2 separate regions of the Triticum aestivum genome follow, and region 1 is linked to region 2. The links are chromatin contacts, called in public Hi-C maps. All regions are on one chromosome and are shown on one strand. The core of a region is the stretch at or near the end of the contact, and the rest is flanking DNA. Distances in the headings are between cores, read along the strand shown. Region 1 holds the start of LOC123045783. Region 2 holds the start of LOC123045780 (peptide methionine sulfoxide reductase A2-1).

Region 1 (7,339 bases), core at 4,348-6,847, 300 kb after region 2:
TTTTTCTCATGTGATGCACTAGGTAAGAAGTATTGAACAGAAGGTTGTGAAGATTTCCGTTTATCGTTTTCTGCTGTACATGAATTAACATTTTCTTTAACAGCATTCTCAATAAGAGAGGTGTCTTGTTCTGTTCCTGCAAGATAAGAAACGATGTAAGGACATGGCCCAATAACTTTTGCTACAAAGAAAAAAAACTAGCAAATATGTTCTACAAATAGCAAGCATGGTACCATTTTGTTGCAGATCTTCGGCTGAAGTCATACTGTTCCTTTCAGTTGAGTGCATTTCGCTGGTTCTTCTAGCTGAAACACTGCTCATAACTTGTGGCACTGCAGACTCGTCCTTTTTGTTGCTGACAGAAATGTTGCATGCTTTGGTCAAAGCTGATAATTTTATCTGAACATCACCCAGCTTTCCTGAATGGCAGTTGACCGCATCATATGCTGCCTTTCCATTGAGCGTCTCCTTTTGTGTAACCGGTGAAGTGGGGCCCAAGGGAGTCTCTGCATCGGTCTCCTTGAATTCTAAAGATGTTCTGACCAACAGATGTTGCTCCTGAAGAACTTGAGAATAGCTGGTAGAAGATGGGTCTTCATTTAAGGGATGTACCTCAGCAAGATCAAGATTGCCACCTTCCAGGGCACATACTGGTTGCTGCATCGTCTGTTCACTTGCAGGATCCATGCAAACTGATTCAACACCATCGAATTGAAGTTTTTTCGGCTCAACCGACAGATAAGTTTCAGGGAGTGCATGGCACACAGTGCCTGTAACTTGCACCCCAAAAGAACTTCTAACAGAAACCTTGACATTATTATCAGAATTGACAATCTGATTTTGAGAACAATCTAACTTAACTCCTTGATTTCCAAGATCACCATCTTTACTGCACTTGACGAATTCAGTTGATCTATCCTGACTGGCATAAAAATCTTTCTCCTGACCTGGCAAAGAGGTTGTTGTTCCAGCATTGTTTTCACCGTCACCACATGGTTTGGAGGATAATGATGCAGTTGTTTTGTTCGAACCTGCAGTTGCAAAACCAGACCTCTGCATCATGTCTTGCATAACATCCCTGATTCCACTATTTGTCGCTTGACCCTTCTCACGCGACCGATCTTCAATATGCCGCTGCCTTGACCTGGAACGCTTTACCACAGAGAACATGTTGACTTCAGAACTAGGCTCAAATATCTCCTGGTCAACTGAAACCTGCTTTTGCTGAGGCACTTCATGTTGGTTAGTATCCACGGTGTCACAAATAGAGTCTAGACCAGCATATCCATTTGGAACCCCCACATTTCTGAGTGAAATACTAGGAACAGCTCGTGGCTGAAAGAAGGTTCTGTTGGTTGCTGGTGTAGTAATCTGGCTTCCAGCAAAAAGTAACCCCGGAACAATCGGTTTGCCATTTAGCTCTACAAGTAAACAAGCGGTTCAGTTAACGAATAAAAGGTGTTAAAAGCAATGTGCAAGGGAGTAAAATCAGATATCAATGGTGAACAAAAGGCTAAATAAACAACGAATCGGTGTATTTCTGAATCACTGGCCAACCAGTTAGCAACTCATGAACGCTTATAGCCGGCACCCTGCAGGTGTGCCCATCTTGGGTTCTAATAAACAAACAAGATATAGGATCAACAGCACCAAATTGGCACTCTCAAAATTCCCCAATGCAACACCTAAAAAAATTGCCCAGCAAAACAAAACGGCTAATCCTGGACGACATGTTGAACAACACTGTCTACTATTCGCAGGATTTACGGTGACATCTCGGTAACCCAAATGACCAAGAGAACTCCTTCAAAATGAGATTTGTGATGGGTCTAAGATACTGGGATCAGTGATGAACCTGTCTTAAGATGTCTGACTCTCAACAGGAATTTCTTTCCACATAGATTTGCTTTCTTTAGTTGTCTTTTCAGGTACACATATTTGCCTTCAAAGTGTTTTAGTTACATTCTGCAAAGTTGCAGGCTTGCAGCACATTATAGCATGGTATTTTAACAATAGTGACCAAGCATACATTTCACTGTTTATCAAATAAGCCAATAATATTACAATTACTGGCAGGTTTTTCTCTTCTTTCTTTTTGGTATTTATCTTCCACTCTGCTCCATGCAACTGCAGTATATGTTGCCAAGATAACATATCTATACCTACTAATAAAGGGACTAGGCTTCTGCCCGTCCGTCATCAAATTGCCCTTGAAGTTGGAAAAAGTTACCCCCCATTGCCCGTGGTAAGTAAAACAACGTTTCGTGGCGGAAGAAAAGAAGACCCAACCCAAATCCCCAACCCCGTACTGGTCCATCCCCCACCTACCCATCGTCTCCCTGCCCTGACCCCTAGCCACCCCGGCCAATCGCCCCACCCCGCGCCTCCTCGCGGCTAATGCCGCAGGCGATGTGCGCTGCCTCCGGACACGCGCCCCTCGCCTCCTCCTTTCCACGCAACTCCTCCCGGCTCAACTCCCAGTGTCGCACCGCCCCGGCCACGTTGGCATACACACCTCCCGGCTCCAAACCAGTGACGAGCGCAGCTCCTCCTCCCCATCTACTGCTGGTGAAAGCTCCGGTTGCTCCTTTGGTTCGTTATTCTACCCAGCCATAAGAGATTTGTTTTTGCATCAAGTTGTAGGACATCTGTTTGATAGAATGTCCACAAGAAATATTCATGTGTAGCGAACGCTGCAGCCCCATCTCTCTCTCTCATACAGTATGCTATGTTTTGCAAGTTTGTGCTGGCCACCTATTTGTTAATATGCTTCTCAAGGTCTAAACATTTTCTCTCTCTCATATGTCCTGTTTTGCAAGTTTGTGCTAGCCACCTATTTGTTAATATGCTTCTCAAGGTCTAAAAATATTTTTTCAGATTTCTCACACATTGTACGAGGGTTATGGTGAATAAATTTTAAAGAGCGGAATCACATATCCAAAAGGCCAATTCATATAGAGGCAATGAGCTACTGAACGTTGCTAATAATGATGCTACTATTTTTCAGAATAAATCCGAACCTACAGGAACCATATAGTTGTGGTGAAAAATTGGATAGAGTGATAAACAACTTTTGTATTTTTCTTATTCAGATTAAAGGAACCTCATTCCCCCAGCTACTTGACGAAAAATAACATGTATGCATGCGCCAATGAAGTCCAAAAATTAATCCTTGTGTGGGTTCAAGTATTTTGTCATGAGAAGTCCGGATGTTCAGTTTTGGGAAAGTATACCTCCCGCTGAAAGAACAGGGGAAAGATCATTTTGTTGACGGCGAGTTCACCCTGATGCTGATCACCAGCGCGTGTTGGCAGTGTCATGCTGCCTGGCTGGCGCTGCAATTGCACGGTTAAGCAGGAGGTACGTGAAGTGAGCCTGAGATCTGGAGCATCCATGGCTGCGTGGACATGACGGCTGCCATGTAGCAGCGTGTTGATTTTTGTGTGTGTAGGTTTTTTCTGGTAGTGACACCTATGAAGAAAGTTAGGCGATCAAGAAATGTGGTTGTGGTGCTTCATCTTCCTTGCCTACAGTTTATATCTTAAGCTTCCCTTGCTGTGTGTAATATGGCTAGGTAAAATCTGCATATGACAAGACACGCATATCAATGGATGATAAGCAATTGACGTTACTTGCCAACCAATTGATGTTTGCAAACTCATCCTGATAGTAACTTCTGTTTCAATCTTAATTGTTCAAGAATCAACATTTGCACATTGAGGTGTATTTATTGATCTTTTTTTTAATATGTTCTTGCAGATTAGTTGCTAAGAAACAACCCAGCCACCTACATTTGGCTTGACCATCTATGTTTGATTAATGTTTAATGAAACGGTCCATGTTCCAGCGGATCATTGCATTTTGTGGCACCTACAATACTGGGAACTGCAATCCGAGGGGCATGGGAGACAGCGGCGGCGCTGGAGCAGCTGCATTGTGTGATTTGGGTGAGACACACATAGCATTGTCTGTTTGTTTGTGTTTCTGATGATGTGTCTACACTGGCTACTACCTGCTGCTCTCCAATCTATACACAACAAATTAGCAGTACTCTGAAGCAGCTTTGTTGAGGAAAGAGGCCAAGAGCAGGAAGCTGATGAAAACACCAGGGAGTACTCTAATTGAGATAGGTGAAAAAATGACATCTCTTCATGGCTGACATACTTCATGCTTTAGTTTGATATTACTATATGGTTTAGTTCATGAGTCCACAGGTTAAGTTCATTAGTCTCCGGTGTATTTTGCTAGCCTCACTTATGAATTAGTAGTATCGCTCAACATCATGGCCACACTACGTGATATGAGCTTAGCTTTTTCATATTGAACACTTCACTGGATTAAAACTATAACTGGGTTTCTGACTATTCGTCGGAACCAACATGCATCAGGTTCTTAAGACATAACTACATTTCTTACAAAATGTGTTTCGCTTATTCACAACACTTATGAAAAGTTTGCTAATGCCAACACAGATCGGAAGATCCAATCAAGCAACGTAGCTAACTGAAGCAAAGTCACTCTGTCTTCATCATGCGAGTAATGTGGCCAGAAATTAGATAATAGAGGAATGTTAGCAAGTCATCAACTCTGAAAGCACACAAAATGTTTCAATTCTTAGGCCACTACTTGGTTTTAAACAGCTATTTATGTGAGCTTTTTCTCTAGCGTGGGACTACAATTTTTGGATAACACTAAGTAGGCACCAATTTTATTTTATTTTACTTCGCTACATTCGGTTGTTGAGCATGAGCACTGAGTAGGCTATATTGATATGAAATTTCTTTCAAAATTAGGTAAGAAGTTTCCATACGACATATCCCCCCCCCCCTTGAAGTAATAAACATTAAACATTAGCTTTCTTCCACTGAGGACATGAGTGCGGCTTCTTGAGCTCTACGATCCATGGTTCGGACAGCCCGTAGCATCGCACGGGCTCCATCGACATCGGCACTGCACATATAGTTTCCTCAGTGTCCATGATCCAAGAGCATGATATTTTTTTTGTCTCCCGTTGCAACTCAAGGGCATATATGTTTGCTAGTAATATACTAATGCGCTTACGCGGAGAATAACAAAGCAATTAGCACAACTGTATTATCCAATTTTATGAGCTAATTTGGAGTAGCTCCTGATGTCCTCTGTGAGGTTAAATTATGTTTCGAGGAGGAAAAAGGCTCCAACAGGGGAACAGGGGGGGGGGGGGGGGGGGGGGGGGGGGGGATAAGCACGCACCTTGCAGACCGGCGGCGCAGGAGGGAAGGATCCACGGCGGGGGGCGGTGGCCGGCAGCGAGGAAGGCGCAGGCTAGGGACTCGGCGTGGGAGTCGACCTGCTGGCGCATCTGCTCGGTGACCCAGTCCCGGCGCTCGAAGACCTGCATGAAGAGGCCCTCCATGGCCGGCTGCCGGCGGTCGCGGAGGTGGCCGGGGAGGAGATGGGGGCCTAGGGTTTGGGCATGGAGGTGGGTCGGCAGCAGGGTGGGGAGAGAGATGGCCACCGAAAATTTTGAATCCGGGAGAGGGGGAAGAGGAAGATCTGAGGGCAGTCGCCTACGGCCGTCCGCCAGCGCCAGCAGCCAGGAGCGAACGATCTGTTTCTTTTTTTTTTTTAGGTGATCTGTTCTGTTCGGTGCGGTGCGGCAGCATCTGAAGCCAGCGACTGGCCAGGCCGAAAGCCCACGAGCATATTGTGGCCACTTGTGGGCTCGTGTGTAAAGGCTTTCATTTTTTTTCTTTGCTGGGTCCTTGAAGTAGCAATGATGATGGGTCTGTTCGGTGGTGAGAGATGGCCTTTTTTTCACTGTTATTCCGATTTGTGTATTTACAGAAGCAGTTTTAGCTTTCCATAAAAAGAAGAAGAAGAAGCAGTTTTAGCATTTACAGGGAGCATTCATAAGGGAAAATCATACTTTTGCAACTACATAAATTCTGAAACAAATATGACAATTGATCATGGTGTGAGCATCAAGTCTCACGCACATTTCACAGAACAATAGTCTCACATTTTGCATAAAGTTTGCAAATCAAAAGGGGCTCATACATATCTCTAACATCAACCATACATTACCAACTTAGAGCAATGGCAGTAGCTAGTTCCTGTCTAAACACATCCATGTATGTTTTTTTTTGAAAGATCCAGCTTTTCGCTGGCTTTTCATTGATAAGCAGGAAGCAGTGGAAAAACAGAAAGCGTTGGGTGGATCCGGTGGATCCGAGGGCTTGCCACAGACCGGCAATCCTCAAAGGGCAAAAAAACCTAGGGTTTACACTTCATGGTGGTTCCCCGAAGGGGCTCTTAATGCAGGTTGTGCCCGCGACTCGCCACAGCTCGATGCAGTCCGTAATCCTCCTGATGATGTTGCAGACACTTGGGGTGCTTTTCCTGAATGTGGCGTTGTTCCGTTCCTGCCATATCTCCCAGCATACAAGCCACAGAAGCGTGTTGATGCCTTTGCGCCATCTGGGTGCAGTCCTGTCCAGGGTGGCCAGGCAATGGAGGAATGCCGAAGATCTTGCCATCTCCCCTCTAGAGCTAGTGATGCGCAGCCCGTCCATGAGCTGATCGTTTCCCAAACTCTCCTGGTCAGTGGGCATTCCCAAAACAGATGCTTTGAGGATTCGAGGCTTCGAGTGCACAACTGGCAGAAGTACTCATTTTTTCAACCGCGACGCTGAAGTCTGTCGTTGCACCACAACCTATTTTGCAGCATGAGCCATGAAAACATCTTGATCTTCCCTCGGGCCCAAGCTTTCCATATGATCTTGCTGAAACATGAGGACGTCATGCCCTGAATTGCAACATATAAGCTGATCTTGCGAAGTATTCGCCCGTCCGCTCGAGGATCCATCTGATGGAATCGGGGGTGCCCGCACGCAGGTGGCCGACCGTGCCAAGGATCCGCCTATGCAAATCTAGGACGTCTTGTATCAGATCTTCAGTACGGCCATGGGCGAGGTCTCTGATCCAGGCATCGTCCACGAGGGCATCCTTTACCGTCCTGTTCTTTCGCCAGGCATGCTGGGCTAGCCGCGGGAATTGTTGGGCGAGCGTGCCCGACCCCATCCAATGGGTGTACCAGAAGGACGCCGACTCACCGTCCCCGATGGTGACCAAGGTGGCTGCCGTGAAGAGGGAGAGGTCGGCGCCGTTGCATGGCAAGTCCGACCCCACCCATGGTCGATCAGGGTGGCACCATCCGAGCCAGGGCCAGCGCAAGCAAAGAGCTCCCCAAAATGCGGTAGGTCAGGGATTCGCAGGCCCCAGTTTTCGTTGGCGTGCAAACCGCTACCCAGCTTACTTTGCAGCTGGCGCCGGAGATCTCCTCGTCTTGCTTCCAAAG
Region 2 (7,274 bases), core at 4,258-6,757:
CTCACCTGCATGCTTGCTCCCCGCCCAGGAAGTGGTGCAAGGAGATCTATTGATGTGGCGGTGTCTATAAGGAGATAAAGAGGATCGATCGCAAGGATGAAGACCAGCGGCGAGAGCGGGTCTCCCTGCCGGAGCCCGCGGGCGTGGAAGAAACTTGGCCCCGGCAATCCGTTCAGCAGACAAGAGGAGGATGCAGTGGAGAGGAGCAGGGCTATCCAATTTCGTCATCGCTGAGAGAACCCCATGCGCTGCAGCAGCTCGATCAGGTATGCCCAGGATACAGAGTCGAAAGCTCGAGCAAAATCTAGCTTGAAGAGCAGGGCCTGCTTTTTTTCTCTATGAAGCATCCTGACACATCCTTGCACATACTGAAAATTGTCATGTATGCATTTTCCTCTCTGAAAAGTCGTTTGTGCTAGTGAGATGATTCCATTCGGCGCAGTGGATAGCGTAATTGTGAGGACCTTGGAGATAAGCTTAGCCATGGAGTGAATCAGACTGATGGGCCTGTAGTGGTTGATCTCTGACACACCACTTTTTCGGCAGGAGGGCAATGAGTGCATAGTTAAGCTTAGCGAAGTTGCTCCCAGCCATCTGATAAAACTTGTCAAAGATAGCCATGACCTCCTCCTTGATAATCGGCCAGCAAGAGCGATAAAACTGCCCTGTGAAACCGTCCAGGCCCGGTGCCTTTTCCATGGGGGAGGCTAGTATCGCCGCCCAAACCTCGGCCATGGTGAACAGGTCGTCAAGCTCCGATGAGGTCACAGCTGGGACGTTTAGCATGTCCGAGTTCAGGGTGCAGCGTCTTTGTTTGCTTCGACCCAGGGCTTCAGAGAAGTGATCGAAGATGAGCTTCTCCTTCTCATGATGATCAACCACCACTCTGTTGCTGCTACTGATTGCATGGATGAAATTCTTTCTTCGGCGCGCTTGCATTTTGGCATGGAAGACCCTCGTGCTGGCATCACCTGCCCGAAGCCAGCTCACCCTGGAGGCCTGACGTTTTCTCGCTCTCTCTATTTCAGCCAGCCCGAGCACTTTTTGTTTCAGAGATCGCCTTATATTTATCTCAGTAGCCGAGAGGGCTCGGTGCTCTTGCGCCATATCAAGCTTTAAGATCACTTCGTTTGCAATGTGCAGCTGTAGCCTAGCCTTGTCAAATGTTGCCTTACTCCAAATCCTAAGATCAGTGGCCACTCTTGCCAATCTTCTCTTCATCCTCGCAAAGGGGCGGTCGTGCGGGACAGGTCGTTGCCAAGCTCTCAAAACTGTTTCATAGAAGTGTGGAAATTTGGGCCAAAAGTTCTCAAATCTGAACCTCCCTTTTCTGATGGGCGTGGATGCCTTTGCCAGGATCAATGGGCAATGGTCGGAGAAACAAGTTGAGGCCGCCATCAGCATGTAGTCTTGATGCAACAAATCCCACGAGTCATTGCGGAAATACTTGTCTATACTGCAGAGTGTTGGTTCCTCCCTTTTGTTGCTCCATGTGAACTTCTGTTCCTGCATTTTAGCTCCTTCAGCCCTGCCCAGCCTAGGCCTCTTCTGAATTTTTCCATCATCCTCATGTTAATGTTGTTATTGCTCTTGTCGCACGCTTGGTCGATCTTGTTGAAGTCCCCGTTGATCAACCAGCGCTCACCCGTCGGCGGAGCAGCGGAAGCAAGCTCGACGAGGAAACCATCTTTCTGCGCGTCGTCCATTGGCCCGTAGACCGTGATGAGCCAGAAAGGCTCACCCGCAAGCAGTGGTTCTACCCTAACCGTGATGGAAAACCCACCTAGATGATGCGAAACTACGTTGAGGATTTGCTTATCCCAGAAGATCGCCACGCCGCCTCTCGTCCCGTGCGCCGGCAGCACCATGCACCCTTGAAGATTTGCGCTGCCTACCTCCGTCGCTACATTGGCTGTCCAAACCTCCACCTTAGTTTCCTGCAACGCTAAAACTGCTACGTGGTTTGCCTGATCAACTTCTCTGATGGTTGTGCGCTTCGTCGGGCAGTTCAAACCCCGTACGTTCCATGGCATGAAGATTGGATCGTTGTCACACATCTAAACACCATGGCATTCTCCGTCGATCACATCTAATGAAGATGATGCACTACACCTTACAACATGCCGGGGGCGACGACGGCCACCAACGGGCACAAAAACCCATCGTCGTCGATCTCGCCACATACCATAACTCAAGCTGTTTTAAGACCAGCTGACGACGGAGACTAATCGAAGACCTAACTAACATGATCAAACATGGAGAGACTCATCGGCGCCGGCGATCCCGGCCATGCCAGCAGCAATCTTGAGTGCAGCTTGATCCAGCCCAGTGAGCTTGGCGATGGCAGCGATGTCTCCGTCAGACAAAGGCTCCTAGAACCGCTTCATGAGCACTGTCGCCACCTTTGGGGTCATCATGTCCTTTGGCCCGAGCGCGCCCAACTCCTGCACCAGGCGAAGCACCGCCCGTTGAGCCACTGGCATCGGGTTTGCTGCTGCACCCTGGCGAGCACTACGGCGAGAAGGTGCCGAGGTGGCCCTGGACTTTGGTGGCGCAGAGGGGCGTGGGCGAGCCGGGCTGATGATGGGCGGGGGGACATGCGCAAACAACTCCGAGCCGCCTCCTTCACTGATCTGGATCGTGCCCACGCGCTTCGTCACCGCTGACAGCTGGAAGCCTGCAGTGGCCACCGTTGGGGAGGTGATGCATGGGAGCAGGCATGGGATCATCTCGGGGCTGTCCATATCTTGCACGGCGGGAGGCTGATGAGGTGGGGAGAGGCCACCATCTTCAAACGCCAGCGGGGTCTGCAGGGCCTCGATCATGGCGTTTTCCATCTCAAGTTGCATGCAGTCCGTGCGCGGCGGAGGGGAGAGCACACGACCGAAGTCGGAGAAGCTGAAGAAGCGAGCAACTGGGTCTTCTGTTGCTGGTGCTGGAGGCGGTGGAGCTTGACGGAGCAGAAGCGGAGGAGTGACTCGCAGCGTGGCTGAGACGGCTGCCCCGTAGGCCCCCACGATGGCCGCGCATTCTTTCGCGTCGCGCCTCCCAACCGAGATGCGGCTGCGGCGGCGGTGCGCCCCGGCAACCACGTCCGCGCTGCTCTCCTTGGCGTGGCATCCGCGCCCGAGCAGCCAGTCCCTCCAGGACCGGCCCTAGCCGCCGCTGCTGTCGCCGTCTTCTTGATCACGCCTTGGAAGCCCGAGGATGGGGCCGCCGCACCCTGCGACCGGTCCGCGCGGTGCAGAGCGACGCCCCGGGCCTTGACCGTCCTCCACATGCGCCACCCACGTTCCTGACTAGATGTGCGGCAGCTGGAGGTCGTCCTCGTCGTAGGAGGAAGAGAGCTCGCTATGCCCCGAGTGCGACGAGCATGGCGAGAGCGGGGTCCAATCCTCCACCAAGTCGACCTGCAAGAGGAGGTCGTTAGCGGTGCGCACCAGGAGGCGGAGGGACGCGGCGGTCGAGCGAAGCGAAGCCGAGCACCTCATCGGTGCGGCCTGCGCCCCGCTTGAGCACCCAGAGCGCGCGCCTCGTCGGGATATGGGCTACATCCCATACCCAGAGCCAGCAGGCGAAAAATTTTGTGTGCCCCCTCTCGAGCGTGCGCGAGTCGAGGCGGTCGATGTCCCCGAGGGCCTCCTCCGCCCCGGCAAGCGACCAGAACTGCATCGGCAGGTCTTTGATGACAACGCGCATATGCAGGTTCTACTTCAGGATCGTCGCGTGGTCGTCCTCATGCCAGGCCTTGACGAAGAACTTGCCGCCGTCCATCTTGAGCACGCCGCGCCGCACCGCGTTGTCGCGATGCGCGGGAAGGTCGAAGTGGACGAGAAAAGCCTCTGGGTGGTGCGCAATGACACGGAGCTGGTGCGGCGGGGTGCAGAATATCAATCCAGATTATCTCGGCGTGGTGTGTGATGCGGATATGTGCGGAGGTTGGCAGAAGGTGCTGCCGCGGCGCGATGTGCAAACACCAAAATAATGTATAGATCATCGAGCAAACAAAGTGCCAGACCTCACCTTAACACGCTGCACGCATGGGTTTGTTTATTGTAACAACAACAAGAAGAGTCAGGTAGACGGTGTCCTGTATGATGCTAATGGCAATGCAGCACCAATAGCTTAGGCGGTCAGGTAGACGGTGTCATGTATGATGCTAATGGCAATGCAGCACCAATAGCTTAGGCGGTCGGGGACGGGGGCGGTGCTTTCAGCCGTAGCAGCGGATGGGGTCGGAGCAGCGCTTCTTGGCGGACTGGCCGCCCTTCTCGAGGTACTGCTGGTGGTAGTCCTCGGCCGGGTAGAACCTCCGCGCCGGGAGGACCTCCGTCACGATCTTCTCCTTCCACTCCCGCTGCTTCTCCGCCAGCGACTCCCGCGCCTGCCGCTCCTGCTCCGCCGTGTAGTAGTAGATGCCCGACCGGTACTGCGTCCCGACGTCGTTGCCCTGACGTGCAACGTGGAATTAATTAGTAGGAGTAGCTTGTAAACGATGTGCGGAGGCCAAATGCTGCTAACATGTACGGTAAAACCATAGCAAACGGGAAGACACTGAAGATTTTTGTAGCTATCTCAGATCAACAACTTGAGGGAACTCTCAGAATTTGTGCATATGGTGAGTAGTACTCCCTCTGTAAACTAATATAAGAGCGTTTAATATCATTTGATCTAACGCTCTTATATTAGTTTACAGAGTTTATGAAAGGAGACAGTAATGCGGACAATGCATCGGAAATCTCAGAGCATAAAAGTGTGTAGTGAATGTTCCTATCTGCCGAGGCAATACAATGATCCATTGTATATCATCACAAGAAATCCCCTTTTGAGATTGAAATCGTCTACTTTATCTTAAAAGCATTTCATTCCGAAGATGTAGAATATCCGCTCCTCTGTATTAACAAGCCAGATATTACACCAATCAATGAGAATGAGTCAACCCCCCAAATCCGTACCAGGTCCATTGAACCTTGCAACACCGGCGACGCGATCGGCGCGGAAAGCCCCCAACGGCCGCCGCCGGTCTGGCCGGCACACTACGCGCTCCAACTTACGGCGAGAGCAGCGGCAGAGGCATCACATGACGTACCTGCTTGTTGAGCGTGGTGGGGTTGTGCTTGGCCCAAAAGACGTCGAGGAGCACGGCGTAGGGGCACTCCTTGGGGTCGTAGTGCACGCGCACGACCTCGGCGTGGCCGGTGCCGCCGCCGCAGACGTCGCGGTAGGTCGGCCCGTCGAGGTGCCCCTGCGAGTAGCCCACCTCCGTGCGCGCCACGCCGGGGAGCCGCTGGTACGCCAGCTCCACGCTCCAGAAGCAGCCCGCCCCGAACTGCGCCAGCTCCAGCCCCTCACCGACCGCCGCGTCGGCGTCCGGGCCCGCCGCGCCGGTGCTCGACATCCTGTTGCCCGTGGTGGAGGGTGGACTTTTCTAGGATCGGCTGATCTCTTGTTAGAGGGGACGGGCGAGCGGTAACCGATCGGGTCTTGAAGTCCAGGTTTTGTAATACAAGGCCTGTCGAATTTTGTTTTCAGGGAAGGGAATATCAGGGGGCGGTAGACGTGCGCGTGTATCCACTTGCGCCGTGAGAAATAAACGGTGCAAATCCGTGGTTCAATGCAGTCCACGATTCCGACCGCATTGTTCACACATTCATGGCTTGGCTTCGTAATTTCAGGTCAATCCTACTAGTACTCCCTCCGTCCAGAAATATTTAATGCAAAAATGAATAAAAATGAATGCATCTAAAACTAAAATGTGATTAGATACAACCATTCCTCCGACAAGTATTTCTGGACGGAGGAAGTATTAAGGTTTCACATGGTTGTGAACATGTATACGGCTGCAGCTCGATGGGAATGAAGATAAGGATGAGAATCTCTACCAAAAAGATCAGAGGGAACGTAAAACTCCATGCTGCTACATAGACATAGTCCTGTATCAAGTTGCGCATCTTAACTAACAATTGGATTCCATATGTAGAGAGATCAAATCGCATTCTGTATCATTTTAGGGCATATACGATGGTGCTATTTTAGAGGTGGCATCTAGGATAAATGTTGACTTGGAGAAGAGAGAAATCAACAGAAAAGGTTTGCCTTCTTTTATTTAAGAGATGATATCTTAGCACAAAATGTCTCACTGCTTTTTAGGAATAGCTACTTACTAAAAATAAGATAAAATATAACCCTTGTAGACATATTTTTATTGTCATCTATATAAATTACATGCAAGGCCTAAGATAAGACTATTATATCAATCATTGTACATGCCCTTAGGGATTAAAATTTTAGTTGGCTACTTCCTTCATTTCTAAATACTCCCTCCGTTCATAAATATAAGTCTTTCTAGATATTTCACTATGGACTACATACGGATGTATATAGACGTAGTTTAAAGTGTAGATTCACTCATTTTGCTCTGTATGTAGTCTTTTATTTAAATCTCTAAAAGAACTTATATTTAGGAACAGAGGGAGTATAAGTCTTTTTAAAGATTCTACTACGGACTACATACGGAGCAAAATTAGTGAATGTACACTCTAAAATATGTCTATATATATCTGTGTGTAGCCCTTATTAAAATCTCTAAAAGGACTTATATTTAGAAACGGAGGAAGTAGGAGAAGTGCCGATGAAGCTGTTCATACATGTGAAAGGCGGCACTAAACCTATAGACTCACATTCAATGTTCTTTACGCAATCCTTAACTATCTGATTGCTCCTATGCAATGTAAAAGGATATGTACCCGCCTGATCATTAGTAGAAGGACCGCAATATGCATCAAACATCAAATTTGAAAGGGCCCTTGAGCGAATGAAAACGTTCACTACACGATACCCCCAGCCCTCGAGCGTGGTCCGCAAACCCTATCCGGCGCCCTTAGCACACGTTACTTTGGTTTTCGCAAATGGGCGCACACATCCCTCTGCACTGGCCAGGCCCATTTACCCTTTTTTTGTTACCGCAAAAGACGCAAACGGGGCACACACCCCTCCACACTGGGCCAGCCCATTTATCCTTTTTTTGTTTAAACTACAAGAAAACTGCAAGCAGGTGTGATTCAAACCAGCGGCCTCCTCAATTAGTGTCAGCTACGGTAGCCAACTACACAACTCCCTTGACGTGATTTGTTACATCCTTTTCCCTATTTTCTTCTTTCTATTTTTTCTTTTTTCTTGTTTCTTTTTTCAACATGGGTGAAGATTTTTTAATCAAAATAAATAAACTTTTTTCATATCTATGATTTGTTTTTTCAAAATCTGGTGAACTTTAT

What was found. Hi-C and Micro-C count contacts between places; a contact is called where the count stands out from the background.
Region 1: a Hi-C map of leaf shows a contact between it and region 2, with 9 times the contacts expected there. The contact joins the promoter of LOC123045783 here to the promoter of LOC123045780 in region 2. A contact is called at or near these places in 4 of 5 Hi-C or Micro-C datasets (leaf and root) and 1 of 1 datasets of contacts at active chromatin or transcription factors (leaf).

Annotation. Positions count from the first base shown.
Region 1 is chr2B:520,933,189-520,940,527 of IWGSC CS RefSeq v2.1, forward strand. It overlaps LOC123045783, which reads right to left and starts at 5,598. Exons shown (of 9, transcript XM_044468957.1): 1 at 5,233-5,598; 2 at 234-1,421; 3 at 1-136. The coding sequence starts at 5,395.
Region 2 is chr2B:520,631,350-520,638,623 of IWGSC CS RefSeq v2.1, forward strand. It overlaps LOC123045780 (peptide methionine sulfoxide reductase A2-1), which reads right to left and starts at 5,508. Exons shown (of 2, transcript XM_044468955.1): 1 at 5,090-5,508; 2 at 3,969-4,450. The coding sequence starts at 5,398. The coding sequence ends at 4,214.